Regions from separate parts of the Mus musculus genome. Here all the other regions are linked to region 2. A link is a contact called in public Hi-C and promoter capture Hi-C data. All regions are on one chromosome and are shown on one strand. The core of a region is the stretch at or near the end of the contact, and the rest is flanking DNA. Distances in the headings are between cores, read along the strand shown. Region 1 holds the start of Pmis2 (PMIS2 transmembrane protein). Region 2 holds the start of Lsm14a (LSM14A mRNA processing body assembly factor). Region 3 holds the start of Uri1 (URI1, prefoldin-like chaperone). Region 4 holds the start of D530033B14Rik (RIKEN cDNA D530033B14 gene). Region 5 holds the start of Ccne1 (cyclin E1).

Region 1 (2,700 bases), core at 187-2,686, 3.7 Mb before region 2:
TTCAGAAGAGCAGTCAGTGCTCTTAACCGCTGAGCCATCTTGCTAGCCCAAGATAGGGTTTTTCTATTACACAGCCCTGGCAGTCCTGAAACTCACTATCTCTGGCTGGTCTAAAACTCATAAATCCATCCTGCCTCTGCCTCCTGAGTGCTGAGATTAAAGTCATGTGACAGCACACGTGGCCAAGGTTTCTGGTTTTTTGCTTTTTGTTTTTTTCCTGCTCTGAGACACCAAAAGCCCAGCACCTCAGCTTGAGAGGGAAGTCATGTAGAGTAAACACACATTCAGATTCCTAAACACACTCCCATCTTATTATGAATTATTATGTATACTTTACAACAAAAACAGGTTCAGGAAATCAAAGACGTGCAATTTTAAAAAATATGTGTGTGTGTTTGTAAGTGTCTCTGCTTCCCAAATTCTGGGATTATAAATGTGTGCCACAGAGCCTGGCACCATTATTGCAGTCTGACTTTCACAGGGTCTAAGCCAACATAGCTCCAGTGAAACTATTATTGATCCAGAGAAACATCTACACCCAGACACAGGCAAAGCCGGGATATTCCCTTCAATTTTATTGGGCTCAGAAATGTGATTTTTTTTTTTTTCATGAAAGAGCAGCTCAGTGGCTTATGCAGATTTAGAACTTGAGATGTGGACTTCCAAGATGCTTTTAGACAGCCGTGGAAGACAAATGAGAATGAACTGGTGGAGTGTAGTCAGGTGGCCTGCCTGGGGCCGTTTTTTGGATGTTGAGTTTTTTGGTTGGTGGGTTTCTTGGCAAGGGCATTTCTGAAGCTCTGAGTTTCTTCTTGATGGCTGGTCAAAGTCTAAGTGAGCATGTCTGTTGGGGGAGGAGCCCGTAGATGCTGATGTGTAGCTTTCATAGGACTAGGACAAGTATATAAATGATGCCTACAAAGGCTACTATGGCCAACATATTAAACCACATAGTTCGAGATGAGTTCCGGTAGGCGTCTTCCCAGTTGCTGCATTTATTGGCTTCGTTGGTCTGTAAGGGTAGGAGCATGAGTATGGGTTTCTGAGACAAGAAGCTCTTGGAAGGAGGGTTGGAGCCCTATAGCCACTGTGGGAAGAGCCCGACCCAAGACCTAGGACACAAACAGTTGCAGGTGGCAAGCAGAGGATAGGATGAGCAGTGGAGGCGGGCGGGGGGTGGGGCGGGGATACTTTTACCTGGATGCTGAAGTATATGGCTAATATCCCAAAGGGTAGGAAAAGAATCATCGCCAAGAGAGCCAGCATGACATAATTCCGAGCGTAAAATTTCAGTTCATCTGGAGTCTGTGGACGGTCTAGTGGCTTCCTACCTGGGGCTCCTTGTTCGTCTGTATCCATGATCTTTTCACTCAATGACAGATCCTGGTGTCTTGAAAATAGAGACCCAGATCCACCGAACTTCCCCGGGCCCTACCCAGAATCCTAAGAGCTGCGCAGTCAAAGGACATTCTTCACAATGGCTGTAAGGACATCTCCAGTCCTGATTGGCTACTCTCAAGAGGTGGGCGTGGTCGCGCTGTTTTTAGACAGTTGGTGCCAAGGAAGTGTGGTGCTGTGACAACTTTGTTCTTGTACCCTCACAGGGATTGATTGTGGGAAAGTCTGCCTCTTGCCTCTTTCTTCTGCCGAGTACCAAGGGATAGGAGAAGGAAGGCCTCAGAAGAGTAGGTAGATAAACCTGTGAGAAAGCTAGATTTAGCCAGGCATTGTGGCGACCATCTTTAATCACAGCACTTGAGAGACTGAGGCAGATCTCCCAATCTCTGTAAATGCAGTGCCAACTTGGTCTACACAGCCAGTTCTGGGACTACATAGTGATGCCCTGTCTCAAAATAATGCCTGCCAGGTCTCAATAGCAAAATCTTACCTGTAGAAAGAAAGATAAGTGGTAGATAGATAGATAGATAGATAGATAGATAGATAGATAGATAGATAGATAGATAGACAGATAGATAGATTGATAGATAGATAGAACCGAGTGAGCTGTGGCCACTTATAATCCCAGCATTTGAGAAAGGATTTCATATAGCCCAGGCTGGCCTGGAATTCACTTGACAGCCAAGAATGAGTTTGATCTCTTGACCCTCTCTTTTCTGCCTTCTGAAGTATAAGGATTGCAGACATACTCCCTATATATCTGGAAGAAAAATTGTATGTATGTATGTATGTATATATGTATGTATGTATGTAAGAACTGCCTTAAAGTGGAATGCCACTTAAATGTAGATATAGCTCAATGGTTTTAGTCCCCCAGAACTGTTTATAAAAATACAAATGGCATAGGAAGTCATCAGGGTGTACTCTTCAGATTGCCCCAGGTTCCTGCTGCCTCACTGCTACGCACACTCCAGTGAAGTTTGCTTGGCAGGCCGAGAAGCCTGGGAGCACTCATGAGGCAAAGAGTTTCAAGGAAACTCACCTCCTGGAACTTTGGCGTTCTCATAATCCGTATATTCATACCCTATCCCCGCGTTAGTGTGGTGTATGGATCCACGTGCTCTCTTTTACTATTGTCTTATTATAAGTGCCTTTAAAGATTGAATTCTGACATAGCTAAGCCTTCGCCAGTGTTCCAATGTCCCAGAAAGACCTTAAAGCCGACAAACTGGGAATTCAGTAGGAATCCAGTGAGGTTACCTATTCAGTAACATTCAGATTTACTTCTAGTAGAGACAGTGA
Region 2 (2,791 bases), core at 262-2,761:
CCCTTTTTTAAGCTTTGTTTTTGTGGTTCTGGGGAGGGAACCCAGATCTCCCACTTGCTAGAGAAGAGCTGTCAATCAAGCCACACCCCTACCCCCTATTAGGTATAATTCAAGAAACTGAAACTGTTAAAAGAAGCATCTATAAAAAATGCTTTTAGATTTAGAATCTTGCTATCCCTAGGACCTTTTTTCCTAGCATACTTAGTTCTTAACAATTCTACTAGGTGTGGTAGGAAAATAGACCTCCCTGGTATCAGAAACTGTTATAAGACTTCCCCTAGGATCAGAAACTCAAGTTTATTTTCTTTGTGCCTTCCTGTCACTAGCACGCGTGAACGGAAACAAAACCCACAAATTGACTGTATCGACTGTACAGACTATGGGGTTGGGGTAAGTAGGGGGGGATCCCCTTCCACACAACTTCCTCTCCCCAAGTACAGCGGAGTCGGTCAGCGCCCCGATAGTACTCGCTCTGAAGTGTGTACAAGAGTCCCGGATCATCAAAACTTAAACTTTCCTTTCTACCAGGGTTCCAGAAAATTGGCCCATGGGGACAGCAAGCAAGCATTTTAACGCGCACCCTTCGGTTGCATAAGAATTCCGGCATAACAGGTAACAATCACAGAGGAGACAAACGGGATGCGATCGACTGGACGGTACGAAACGGCCTTTCGAGATCACAAGTCTGCGGCGCAAACCCAAAGTTTGGAGCACACTCCTTAGGAGTTCACTCGACAACCGTCGCCACCGACCCAGACGAAGAACGCTGAGAAAATGGGTGCCCGAGGAATCAACACATCCGCATTCATCTCGAGGTAGGCGTCAAGATTCTTCGACTCCTCCGGCTTTGTTCGGCGCTTCCGAAGAAGGAACGACCGAATTTCGGTCTTGGAAGCCGCGAACCTGGGTGTGTTCTCCGGCTGGTTCCCGGGACTTTAGCATCGCCCCGCCCCGGGCGCCGCGCACTCGTTCCCCGGATGGAAGGCGCGGAGCTTCGGGGGAAAGGAAGCAGCCCGGGGAGCCCGGGGAGGCCGCAGCCCGGCCCTTGTCGCTTGGGGGCCGGGAGGGAGCGAGGCCCGTGAGGACCGCAGAGGGAGAAGAGCGCGAGGGCGGCGGGGCGCTCTACCCGCGCCCCCCAAAACCCCGAGGCCCGCCCCGCCGTACCTTTGGCGAGGGCTACCGTGGAGTTCTCGGTGTCGATGGTGTAGAGGATGCCCTCGTAGCGGATCTCCGCCTTGGAGATGAGGCTGATCTTGCTGCCGATGTAAGGGGTGCCCCCGCTCATGGCGCCGCCGCCGTCGCCCGCCGCTCGCACTCAGTCAGATCCCGCGCTGCGCCCGCCGCTCCGCCCGCCCGCCCGCTCGCTCGCTCCCTCCGTCGGCGCCTCACAGCAGCCGCCTCAGAACCAACATGGCGGCCGCGCCGGCTCCGCTTACCCTCCCCCAGCCTCCCGCCCTCAAACCGCGGCGCGGCGGCGGCGGCGGCGGCAGCAGCGGCGGCGGCGCAGGGCATGCCGGGAGGGCGAGGCGGCGTGCTTTCTCGCGAGACTCGCCGAGCTCACGGACGGTCCCGGGCTCTTTCCGCGGCGGCCCAGAGCGCTTGGCTTGCGCTCCCGACGTGGAAGGTTTTCACGGCACCTAGATGTCGCGGGAAGACTAGACGAGGGCCCATCCCGCCTGGTGATGCTGACTGCGGCCTCTGCCATTTCTAGGCGGGCTGCACTTTGGTACGAGCCCAGAGTCTTTGTAAGCGGTCGCCTCCCAGCTCCGGAGCCGCTCTCCGCGGGCCACGGAACTCTCACTGTAAACGCCAGAGCAGCCATCTTCGCCTGAGGAGTCTCACACTCCAAGGGCTGCCGCTCCGGGAGGCTCTGGGACTCTGTCCCCCAAACTGAGTCCAACCCTTTTTATGCGGCTTGATCCGTGTCCTAGCTTTCAAGATGTTCCCGGTCACTAACTATGCAAGAAACACCAGTCCAAGTGTTTCTCTGCCGCTTTGATCACTTAATGTCAGCTCCACTTTCTTAATAACGATCATCTCTCCGATCGGATACCAAATTGGCATCTTAAAACTTTGCATCCAGAGATGTAACTCTTCGGTTTTACTCCAAACTCGTCCCTCTAGCTTGTTCTCGGAGGTAACTATGAACCGGGAACGTTTGCTTAGTAGCTAAGACCCCAGTCCTGGATTGTCTTACACCTCCACACCTGTCCTAACTATAAATCTTGTCTGTTCAGGCTGGACCGTCTCCATCCGTACAGCTCTATATAACGCCTCAGTTACCCTGGCCAGAGTTGTTGGCAGTAGCTCCCGAAGAATTCTATTTCTCTTACCCCTACTAGGTTTTTCTTAACACAGCAGTCAGGGGGAATCATGTTCAAGTAGCAAGAGATTTTGGACTTTTGTTCAACTCAAGATAACATCCGTCTACTCAGTGCGCTCCACAGGTTACATTTTACACAAGGTGAAAACCAGACTTCCTAGTTTGGCTTATGAGGGCATGGATGATTTAATTTGTTGTTACACAGCTCCATACTGTTCCAAGCATCCCTTCTTCTCACAGCTTCCACAGTTCATTATACTCTGCTCAAAGCTGCCCTAAGAGGTGATGTATTTACAAAACTACAGTAGATCTCGCTTTACACCCCTCTTCTTGCCTTGCTCCCTCCCTACCCCCCATCGCATTTGTCTATTTAGTCATAAGTGTTTGTCTCCCTTCTTGGCTAGAATGCAAATATTTTGAGGAAGGGTTTCTGGTTTTAGACACTGTTTGCATCATCCTTGGGGCCAA
Region 3 (2,789 bases), core at 197-2,696, 3.6 Mb after region 2:
AAATAGATTTAACTGACTGCATGTACAATTCTCCAGGAGTAAATTCCAAATAAATAACATAAAGTTTACACGCAAAAATATTTAAATATAGAAAAATAGAGCTTCTCAAATGTTTATGCAACTTCCTAAACCTTTATTAATACCTCACTCTGGCAACAGGACATGTGACGTTTAAGCAAATTAAATGTCGCTTTTCAAAGAATTTCAAGGCACGTCAGGAGAATCAACTTGAAAACCTACAGAATCCACAGGACAATTTCACATTTAACAATCGAGCTGTAGTTCTTAACTACATAACATTTCCTTATAAAAAAAAATATATAATAATTCCCATTCGGAGATTCTAAGCATTCTCCTCTCCTCTGGTAGATCAAAAAAAAAAAAAAAAAGTGGGGAAAGCCTTGTTTAATAAAGGCTTGAAGTTAAAATTTAACAAAGGCCTTCTCTCTTGTCGACTACTAAACCTAAGAGCTGGATTGCACAGGAAGTGCATCATCACCAACGTAGTCAAACTTGGACGCTCAATCAAATAAGGATATCTCGTGTGTGTGTGTGTGTGTGTGTGTGTGTGTGTGTGTGTGTGTGTGCGCACGCGCGCATTGTACCAACGTTTAGATAATAAATAGCTAAGGGGTAAAAAGAGTGACCACTTCTGTTCACAGTGTAATCCCCGAACCAAAAAGGAAAAAAAAAAAAACACGTATTTTTATTTAGTCCCAACAATTGCTCTCTCAGTTCAGGGTCAACCGATTATCCTATCCCCTGCATCCTCTGTATTCCCCACATCCCCGCATCCCTTCCGGGGAAGGTCAAAGGGCCACCGACAAAAGACAACAAATGCACGTGACAAAAGTTTCTCCCGTGGTCCCCGCGGCCCGAGGCTGCGCAGCTCGCGCGTGGGGATCTCGGTTTCACGCAGAGGGCTGGCCGCATTAGAGGTTGCTCAGAGTGTCGCGGCCACATGCGGAAGCCGGCCAGGGCCGGAACCAAGCGCGGCCTGTTACCTTTTCCTGCTCCTCGCGAAGCCGCGCCACCTCTGGTGCGCGCAGCGGAGCGGCGGCTGAGGCCTCTGCAAGGGGCTGGGGCTCGGGCTCGGGTTCGGACGGGGGCTCCATGCCCGGCGCCGCAGCCTCAGCGAGGCGAACAAGTCCTAAACAAGTGTTTATGGAGACGGCGTGGCCGGCGGATGCCCAGCGCCCGCGCGCTCGCCCTCATGCACTGCACGCCTCTCTCTGAAGAGGCCGCGCTCACTTTCGCCGCTGCCCCGGGGGCCGCCGCTCGCGTCCGGGCTACCCGCGGCCGCATCTCACACGCGCATACCGCCGCCGCCGCCGCCGCCGCCGCCTCGGAGCAGCAGGCCCTACACCAGGCGCGCCACGCTCTTCTCCCGCAACCGGGCCCAGCTTAGCGTCCCGCGACTGCCGCGCCTCCGCGCACGCCCCGCCCCTCGCCCCGCCCGCGCAGCACGCCGGGAAGCTCTCAAGCTCCGCCCTAGGGGGCGGGGCTATGGCGGGGACAGGGCCTCCGGGTGGGGTGGAGGCTGAGCCGCTCAGGACCCCTGCACAGGATGAGAGGCGGCGGGATAGTGGGTCCCAATTCGCTTGGCGCTGCCTGTGGTGGTAGGAACTTAATATGAGCACTGAGACTGTTTCATAAGCTCATTTAATTTTATCAAATTCAGCTGTTTCCCATGCCTTTTAATGAACTAATGTGGTTTAATGAGCTAAAATGCACAATATACAACTATATTTTTGCGTATGTATTAATTACTGTACACATTACAATTTTCCTTACATATATTAAGCTGCAGTATTAATATTACTATGTTACTACGTATGCACTGTGTAGCACATTTTTCAACAACAGCTGCTGCCCTATCCCATGTATTTTATAATTCTGGTGTTTTGTTTAACAGTGGGGACCAAATGCATGGCTTTGGACTTGCTAGACAAGCACTCTACCAACTGAGCTAAATCCCCATCCCTGTTCCACTCAGTATTTTAAAAATTGGAAGCTGGAGCAGGGAGCACACCTTTAATCCCCAACAGTTTGAAGGCAGAGGCAGGAGGGTATCTGTGAGTTTGAAGCCAGCCTGGTCCACATAGCAAGTTCCAGGCCAGCCTGAGCTGAATAAATCTCTTGGACTCACTTCCTCCCCCTAGCCCTTTGTGCAGCCTCTGTTTGTGGCAGTCCTCTAGTCTACCTTGTGGCCTTGTCCTAACTCTATCCCAAGCCCGGACAATAGGCATAGATCCTATTACCTCAGTATTGTGTGTATAGGAACAGGCTGGCAGGCACCTGCAGAATTCTGGCCCTCTGTGGGTCTGTTTGCCCCTATCTTCCACTTCTGTTCCAGCTCCCAAGTCCACATCCATCCTTTGATCACTTGCATCAAGAAAGAAAAAGCAGGGACGATTGGGGAAGATGGTAAATATGAATTTCTCTCCCTGCAGATGCAGCAACCTCTGAAACACAGTCAAACTCTGAGCACTCATCTTGCCTCCCGCCAATAGCAGCATCCCTGACTCCTAGGGCACCGCAGAAGCTACTTCTCTAGTGCTGGGCTTTGAATATGAACTGACCCCATGTGTTTCAATACTTGGTCCCTAACAGGTAGTACTAATTTGGAAGGATACTTAAAAATTAGGATGTACCAGGCAGTGGTGGCTCACACCTTTAATCCCAGAATCTGGAAGGCAGAGGCAGGCAGATCTCTGAGTTTGAGGCCAGCCTGGTCTACAGAGTGAGTTCCAGGACATCCAAGGCTACACAAAAAAACCCTGTCTTGA
Region 4 (2,766 bases), core at 61-2,560, 3.8 Mb after region 2:
ACAGGATTGTGGATGTACACACACCTACTGTGCACCTCTTTCACAGACGGCCTCAGCCGCTACTGGCTGTCTAGGAACACTTCTAGGTGTCAGGGTGATAATTTTAGGGCTTTATTCATCGTCGGTGTGGATGTCTTATAGCCTAGTCTCTATTCTCCACTGAACTTTCCTGTTCCCATCATTGCTACATACTTCTGATATTTAGGCAAAGGAGAAAACAAGCGAGTCCGGTTCTCGACCTTGCCACCAGAGGGCGCTGCCCGCGGGGGACATTGAAGCGCCTCACCTCATAGCTCCACAGAGAGCAAGGAGCTAATCTATTCTTAGCCTCAGTTAACTTTGGCTCTTGAAAGTCACCCAAACTCGGGCAAAAGCTCCTACTCGAAAACGCACAGACTTTTCCACTCCAGCCAGGAGAATCTTGATGTTAAAAGGGGTTCGAGGCCTTCTAAGAAGACAGAAAAGAAGAAATAATATGGCCCTGCACAGATCATCTGTATGCCCGCAGCAGCTCTCCACCCCCACCTGGCAGATCGCGCTAGGGGCCACTTGGACCTAGACTGGAGTTCGCTCGCCACACTCTCTATTTGGGTGGCATTGGCTAGCCCAGTCCCTCTGTATCTAGTTTGTCACTGACAACCGTGCGTACTCAAGACTTTGCTCAGGGTTAAAGTTCAGTATTGGGAGAGATACCAGATTTGGCATATTTTCAGGCCAGCCCTAGAGTCCTTGGGACCAGGGGGCGGGGACTGCTCCCTAGGCCTCTCTGGATTTTTCTGTTACTCTGCTCTCTTTCTGAGTGGCTCCCTTTGCCCTGCAAGTGGAGTGGGCTCTGTTCTGGTCTTAGGAGGTCTGAAAGCTATACCAGCCCCTGCGCGTCCCACGCAGGCCCCAGCGTTAATTAACCAGCAGTCGCTCCTGACAGCCAAGCCCCTCTATCATCTCCCAGGTCCAGGACCCTGTGGGAGAAAGGGTCCGGCAAGTCACAGACCCAGCCAGCGCAAAGGGCGATCGAGGAGAACCTTCCAGGAACCGTCCCAGATCCTAAACGTGAGGTTGGGCACTGAGTGGGGTGGCCAGGCGGAGAGGAAGTGGGGGCAGCGGGTCCTCGCGACACAGAGTCCCCTCCCAGATGCTCCCCATTTCCGCAGGCACAGAGCTTCCTAGCCTGGGTCTTGGTGTCAGTCAATCAGACGCTGGGGCGCGGAAGGGACGCCTCGCCCCGCCATCAAGATCTTTCCCCAGGCCTGTCCCATCTTGAGGACCCAGACTCATGGGGACCCAGAGCTCGGCGACCCGGAAGGCCGGCGGAGCCGGAAGGTGGGAGGGCGGAGCCAGGGTGGCGGTGGCCTGTGAACGCCTCTCTGGAGCTGGCAGAGCAGAGCCGGCCTCAGTGCCTTGGCGGTCCCAGACTCCAGCTCGGTAAAGGTGCGCGCGGGGAAGCCGGGGTCTGCGAAGCCGGTCGGGGACCCTACGGTGTCAGGCCCAGTGCTAGAGCTGTTCATCTCAATGCAAAGGACCTGAGACACTGAAGGCCTAAGCTGCAGCGCCGAGGTTGGAGTAGTCAGCAGCTCCGTGCGCTTCCAGCCGCAACCTGGATGCTTGGGAGTGCGCGTGCGCGGTGCGGTGTCTTCCCACAGTTTATGCCTTCTGCCTAGCGGACTGCTGTGCTTGGCCCAGAGAGGGAGGAAATCTGGGCTCTAGCTTAGGGATGGCCAGGAATGAATGTCAGGGGATCAAAGGGCCAGATTAATTGGAGCTGTTGTTGAAAAACGTTCTTCTATGACTAAGTAGATAAGGTGCATGCATGGCCGGGTGCAGAGGGCACGGTGCTGCTGAGTGATGGGTGTCAGTTAACTCTGCGAGCTATGTAGCGAACCTACCACTGACCACTTCTGATCTTTCAAGAGAAATTAGGAAGATCTAAGATATATGTAAGATTGTATTATTGCTGTTAGTTTGAGACTGGGTCTCACTATGTAACCTTCACTGGTCTTGATCTGGGAGTCCTACCATAGCCTCCCCCATGCTGGGGTTATGGGAGGGAGCCAGCACACCCTCGATATCTTCTTATTTTTAAATACCAACAATCAAGTAAGTAAACAACTTAGTAGGCTGGAAGAACAGGGTGATGAACTTCACAGAGGACAGAGTACAACTGGGGAATTCCAGACAGGGGAGCAAATATTGCTATTTGGCCAAAGACCTGTTTTCCACTCAGTTTCTGTTTGTTTCTCCCTGCAGCCTCCCCTTACCCACCCCCTACCCCTGACACATTTCCTCCCTCTACTCTGGGGATTTGAATCCCAGCTTCGTCTAAGATTGCTATAAAGAACATGGAGCCCCCTGTTACTCTGAGGCCTCCTCCTCTGTTCCTCACAACTTGATTGGACTCAGGTCAGGCTGCTGTCCAAAGGTTTGAGTTTTTCACCTCCTCTGTGTATGGGAGCCCTGCTGTCATCTTCCCTCCAGTCTGGGTGACTATAGGACATCAGGGCTCCCAGTTAGCTTTTGTCTTCCCTATGGCTGGCAGATGGACTTCCGGTGAACAGGACCTGTTTTGAGGACAGCATTATTGAAGTCGTTCTGCTCCCGTGGGAAGGTCCTGTCTTCTGCGCCCCCCATCTCTTCCTCGCAGACAGACAGAGGTGGCCCCTGGAAAGAGGAGAATGGGGCGTGTTACCTTTCAATTTCTTGAGCCTGAAGAATTCAGAAAGTGAAAGCTTTCACATAGACTCCAGGTCCCAAACCTTTCTTTCACCACAA
Region 5 (2,708 bases), core at 2-2,501, 3.7 Mb after region 2:
GAACCCAGGAGGCAGAATACCCTGTAGGCAGCAGACCTACCTGACTGCTATCCTCGCTTTTCACAGTCTTGTCAATCTTGGCAATTTCTTCATCTGGGTCTTGCAAAAACTAAAAAAAAAAAAAAAAAAAAAAAAATCCCGGTCCACCATGGGTCCACATGGTGCGACCCAAAGACAAAAAACACAAGAGAAAAAGGGGGAAATGTTTGTTAGGTCATGAACGACATTCAACTAAAGGAAACCTCTCTCTCAACTAATTCTTTTCACTAGTAGGTAAGAAGAACCAAATTTGGTACCCAGGTAAGATGGAAGGGGGGGTGGGCTGTCCCCTTCCCAACCTGTATCCTTTGTACTCACCACGGCCACATTTGCCTTCCTTTTTCTGGAGCGGACTGAAAGGTCGGAGCCACCTTCTTCTTTCATGTTGCTGTGGTCCGTCGAGTCTCTGCAAGGGCATGGTGTCATGGGGTGCTGCTCCCCAAAAACTCAGGCCGCCCCTCCCCCACCGCTACTCACCCTTACCCTCCCGCAGCAGGGAGGCCACTCACCTCTCCCTTGGCATGGCTCAGGACTTGGGCTTGGAACTCAGACCTGGGAGGACAACAAGCAAGCATCGTGGTGAGCACGGCCCGCAGAGGGGACCTGAGTCTTCCAGTTCGTCCCGGGCACCCCTCCCCCCTCCCGCGCGGGCGGCGGCGGCGGGAGCCTCCTGGGCCCGGAGGCCGGCCGGGAAAATGGCCGATGGGCCCGGGTGGCTTGTCACCCGCAGGCGCCGCCAGCAGCCTGCGACCCTGGGTCCGAACCTGAGGTTGGGGATGGAGGCCCAGCCGCCCTTCAAGAGGACCCCCCGCTCCATCACCGTCCTCGGGGCCGGGGCTGCCTCAGTGTCCCTTTCTACACCTACCCCTGACCCGTCTCTCACAGCCACCCCGGCCGGGGCACCCCGAGCTGATACCTCAGGGGACCGGGTGACCCGGCCTCGCCCCACCCCCACCCGGGCCCGGTCCGGTCTGGTCGGACCCGGTCCGGACGCCTGGGAGTCGTGGGAGTCCCGGGAGTCCCGGGAGTCCAGGCAGCCCGTACCCGAAGCTGTGTCCGCCGCAGGCAGGCGCGCTCGAGCGGGCAGGAGGCCGACGGCGAGCGGGAAGCAGGAGGCGGGAGGCGGCGGCCGAGCGCGCGGCGCTGGCGGGATCCGCGCCTGCCCCCTACACCGCGCTGGCTGTCGAGCCGGCTGCTCCTGCGCCCGGCTTCGAGCGGGACATTTAAAAATCCCAGCGCGCGGCACCGGCCCCGTCCCGCCCTCGCGCCCCGCCCCGAGGGCTGCGAGCCCCTCAGCGGCCGCCGCAGGCCCGGGGCCCGCCCCGTCGCCGCGCGGACCAGCGAGGAGCTCTGGTGGGGGCGTGGCCTCCCGGGGGGCGTGTTCTTTTACGGGCGTGGCATGCACTAAAGGGGTGGGGCTAGATGTCAGGGCCTGCGCGCCGGGGGCGGGGTGCGGACGTGGTAGGCGGGGCCTGCGCGGGGCGGGACGCGGGAGAGTCGTCTGGCGCGCGCGGCTGCGGGGCGGGCTCGCTGACGCGGGAGAATCTTGGCGCGAGCGCCTGAAGGATTCTGAGCGTGCGGGGCCGGGAGGAGCGGCATGGGCCGCCCAAGTGGAATGTCAGCAGGGCAGATCGCAATGATCGGCGGCCGGGCTTGACTGGAGTGAGGCACGGGAGGGCCCGGAGTTAAGAACCCGTCATCCGCCGGTCTCCCGCGCGCGCGCACTGTCCCTCCTGACTCGTCCTCCCCGCCCCTGAGACGCAGAGTTCCGGGCCGAGTCCGGCGCGTGGGTGTCCCCAAGGTCACAACAGCTTGTGGCTCCTGGGACCGGAACCAGCATTCAGGCTGCTGCTGTTAGGTCTCCTGTGGACCAGCAGCAGGTCCTTTAACCTGTCAGTGTTTCTGGTCCATTCATCCACCCATTCATTCATTCATTAGGCTACCCAAGCACATTTCTGTGCCTCTAGCACACATGGGCCCAACCCGTTTGCAGAAAGCCTCTCTGACCCTTAGGTCCCCATGAGGTGAGGCAGTCTCCAGCCTATAATTTTACTCCAAGTGTTTTCATCAACCTCAGAGTATGCACATGCCTCACAAACGTGAAGTGACCCTCACCCACCCCAGACCTGACCTTCAGCCCTCCGCCCGAGCTGCTGGATCCAGCATCCGGTGCCCTTTCGCACCCCAGAGCCTCAGAGCTTGCTTTACTCTCTTCTGACCCATTCCAGCTGTTTGTGCTTCCGGAAAACTTGAAGGTCTTTGGTAACCACTTCCTCTCCGGCGTACCTTTCCCCAGGACGTCCCCTCCAGTGTTAAACTATGGCAAAGCACTTGTTTCTTCCAATCTCTTGTTCACTCTGTTTTCTTATCCCGTTGCCCCTTCTGTATCTTGGACCAAAAGGGTCACTTCCCTTATGTTAGTAAATGATATAGAAAGAAAGAAAGAAAGAAAGAAAGAAAGAAAGAAAGAAAGAAAGAAAGAAAGAAAGAAAGAAAGAAAGAAAGAAAGAAAGAGAGAAAAGAAACCCACACTGACCCAGGTCTGTGGAACATACAGGCTACTGAGACGAATGCCTTGAGCACATTGACTGCTAGCAAAGAAAGACCTGTACTCAAGTTGTAGAAGTGTGAAAGGCGGGGTCTAAATACCTCTGGGGACCTTCCTCGGG

Evidence for each region. Promoter capture Hi-C pulls out the DNA fragments that hold promoters and counts their contacts. A called contact is a pair of places that touch in the nucleus more often than the background predicts.
Region 1: a promoter capture Hi-C map of embryonic stem cells shows a contact between it and region 2. The contact joins the promoter of Pmis2 here to the promoter of Lsm14a in region 2. A contact is called at or near these places in 2 of 39 promoter capture datasets (cranial neural crest and embryonic stem cells).
Region 3: a Hi-C map of B cells shows a contact between it and region 2, with 6 read pairs. The contact joins the promoter of Uri1 here to the promoter of Lsm14a in region 2. A contact is called at or near these places in 3 of 39 promoter capture datasets (cranial neural crest, maxillary cranial neural crest and pre-B cells) and 1 of 484 Hi-C or Micro-C datasets (B cells).
Region 4: a promoter capture Hi-C map of liver shows a contact between it and region 2, with 4 times the contacts expected there. The contact joins the promoter of D530033B14Rik here to the promoter of Lsm14a in region 2. A contact is called at or near these places in 3 of 39 promoter capture datasets (cranial neural crest, frontonasal cranial neural crest and liver) and 1 of 484 Hi-C or Micro-C datasets (CD4 T cells).
Region 5: a promoter capture Hi-C map of second pharyngeal arch cranial neural crest shows a contact between it and region 2. The contact joins the promoter of Ccne1 here to the promoter of Lsm14a in region 2. A contact is called at or near these places in 4 of 39 promoter capture datasets (cranial neural crest, maxillary cranial neural crest, pre-B cells and 1 more).

The regions. Positions count from the first base shown.
Region 1 is chr7:30,670,169-30,672,868 of GRCm38.p6, forward strand. Pmis2 (PMIS2 transmembrane protein) reads right to left here and starts at 1,437. Exons shown (of 2, transcript NR_027849.1): 1 at 1,332-1,437; 2 at 554-1,012.
Region 2 is chr7:34,388,194-34,390,984 of GRCm38.p6, forward strand. It overlaps Lsm14a (LSM14A mRNA processing body assembly factor), which reads right to left and starts at 1,512. Exons shown (of 11, transcript NM_025948.3): 1 at 1,165-1,512. The coding sequence starts at 1,285. Gm12764 (predicted gene 12764) reads left to right here and starts at 420. Exons shown (of 2, transcript NR_169160.1): 1 at 420-815.
Region 3 is chr7:38,018,106-38,020,894 of GRCm38.p6, forward strand. It overlaps Uri1 (URI1, prefoldin-like chaperone), which reads right to left and starts at 1,447. Exons shown (of 11, transcript NM_011274.5): 1 at 1,005-1,447. The coding sequence starts at 1,115.
Region 4 is chr7:38,182,472-38,185,237 of GRCm38.p6, forward strand. It overlaps D530033B14Rik (RIKEN cDNA D530033B14 gene), which reads right to left and starts at 1,311. Exons shown (of 1, transcript NR_165180.1): 1 at 101-1,311. It overlaps 1600014C10Rik (RIKEN cDNA 1600014C10 gene), which reads left to right and starts at 1,316. Exons shown (of 4, transcript NM_028166.3): 1 at 1,316-1,428.
Region 5 is chr7:38,106,239-38,108,946 of GRCm38.p6, forward strand. It overlaps Ccne1 (cyclin E1), which reads right to left and starts at 1,252. Exons shown (of 12, transcript NM_007633.2): 1 at 1,084-1,252; 2 at 549-591; 3 at 358-445; 4 at 41-109. The coding sequence starts at 562.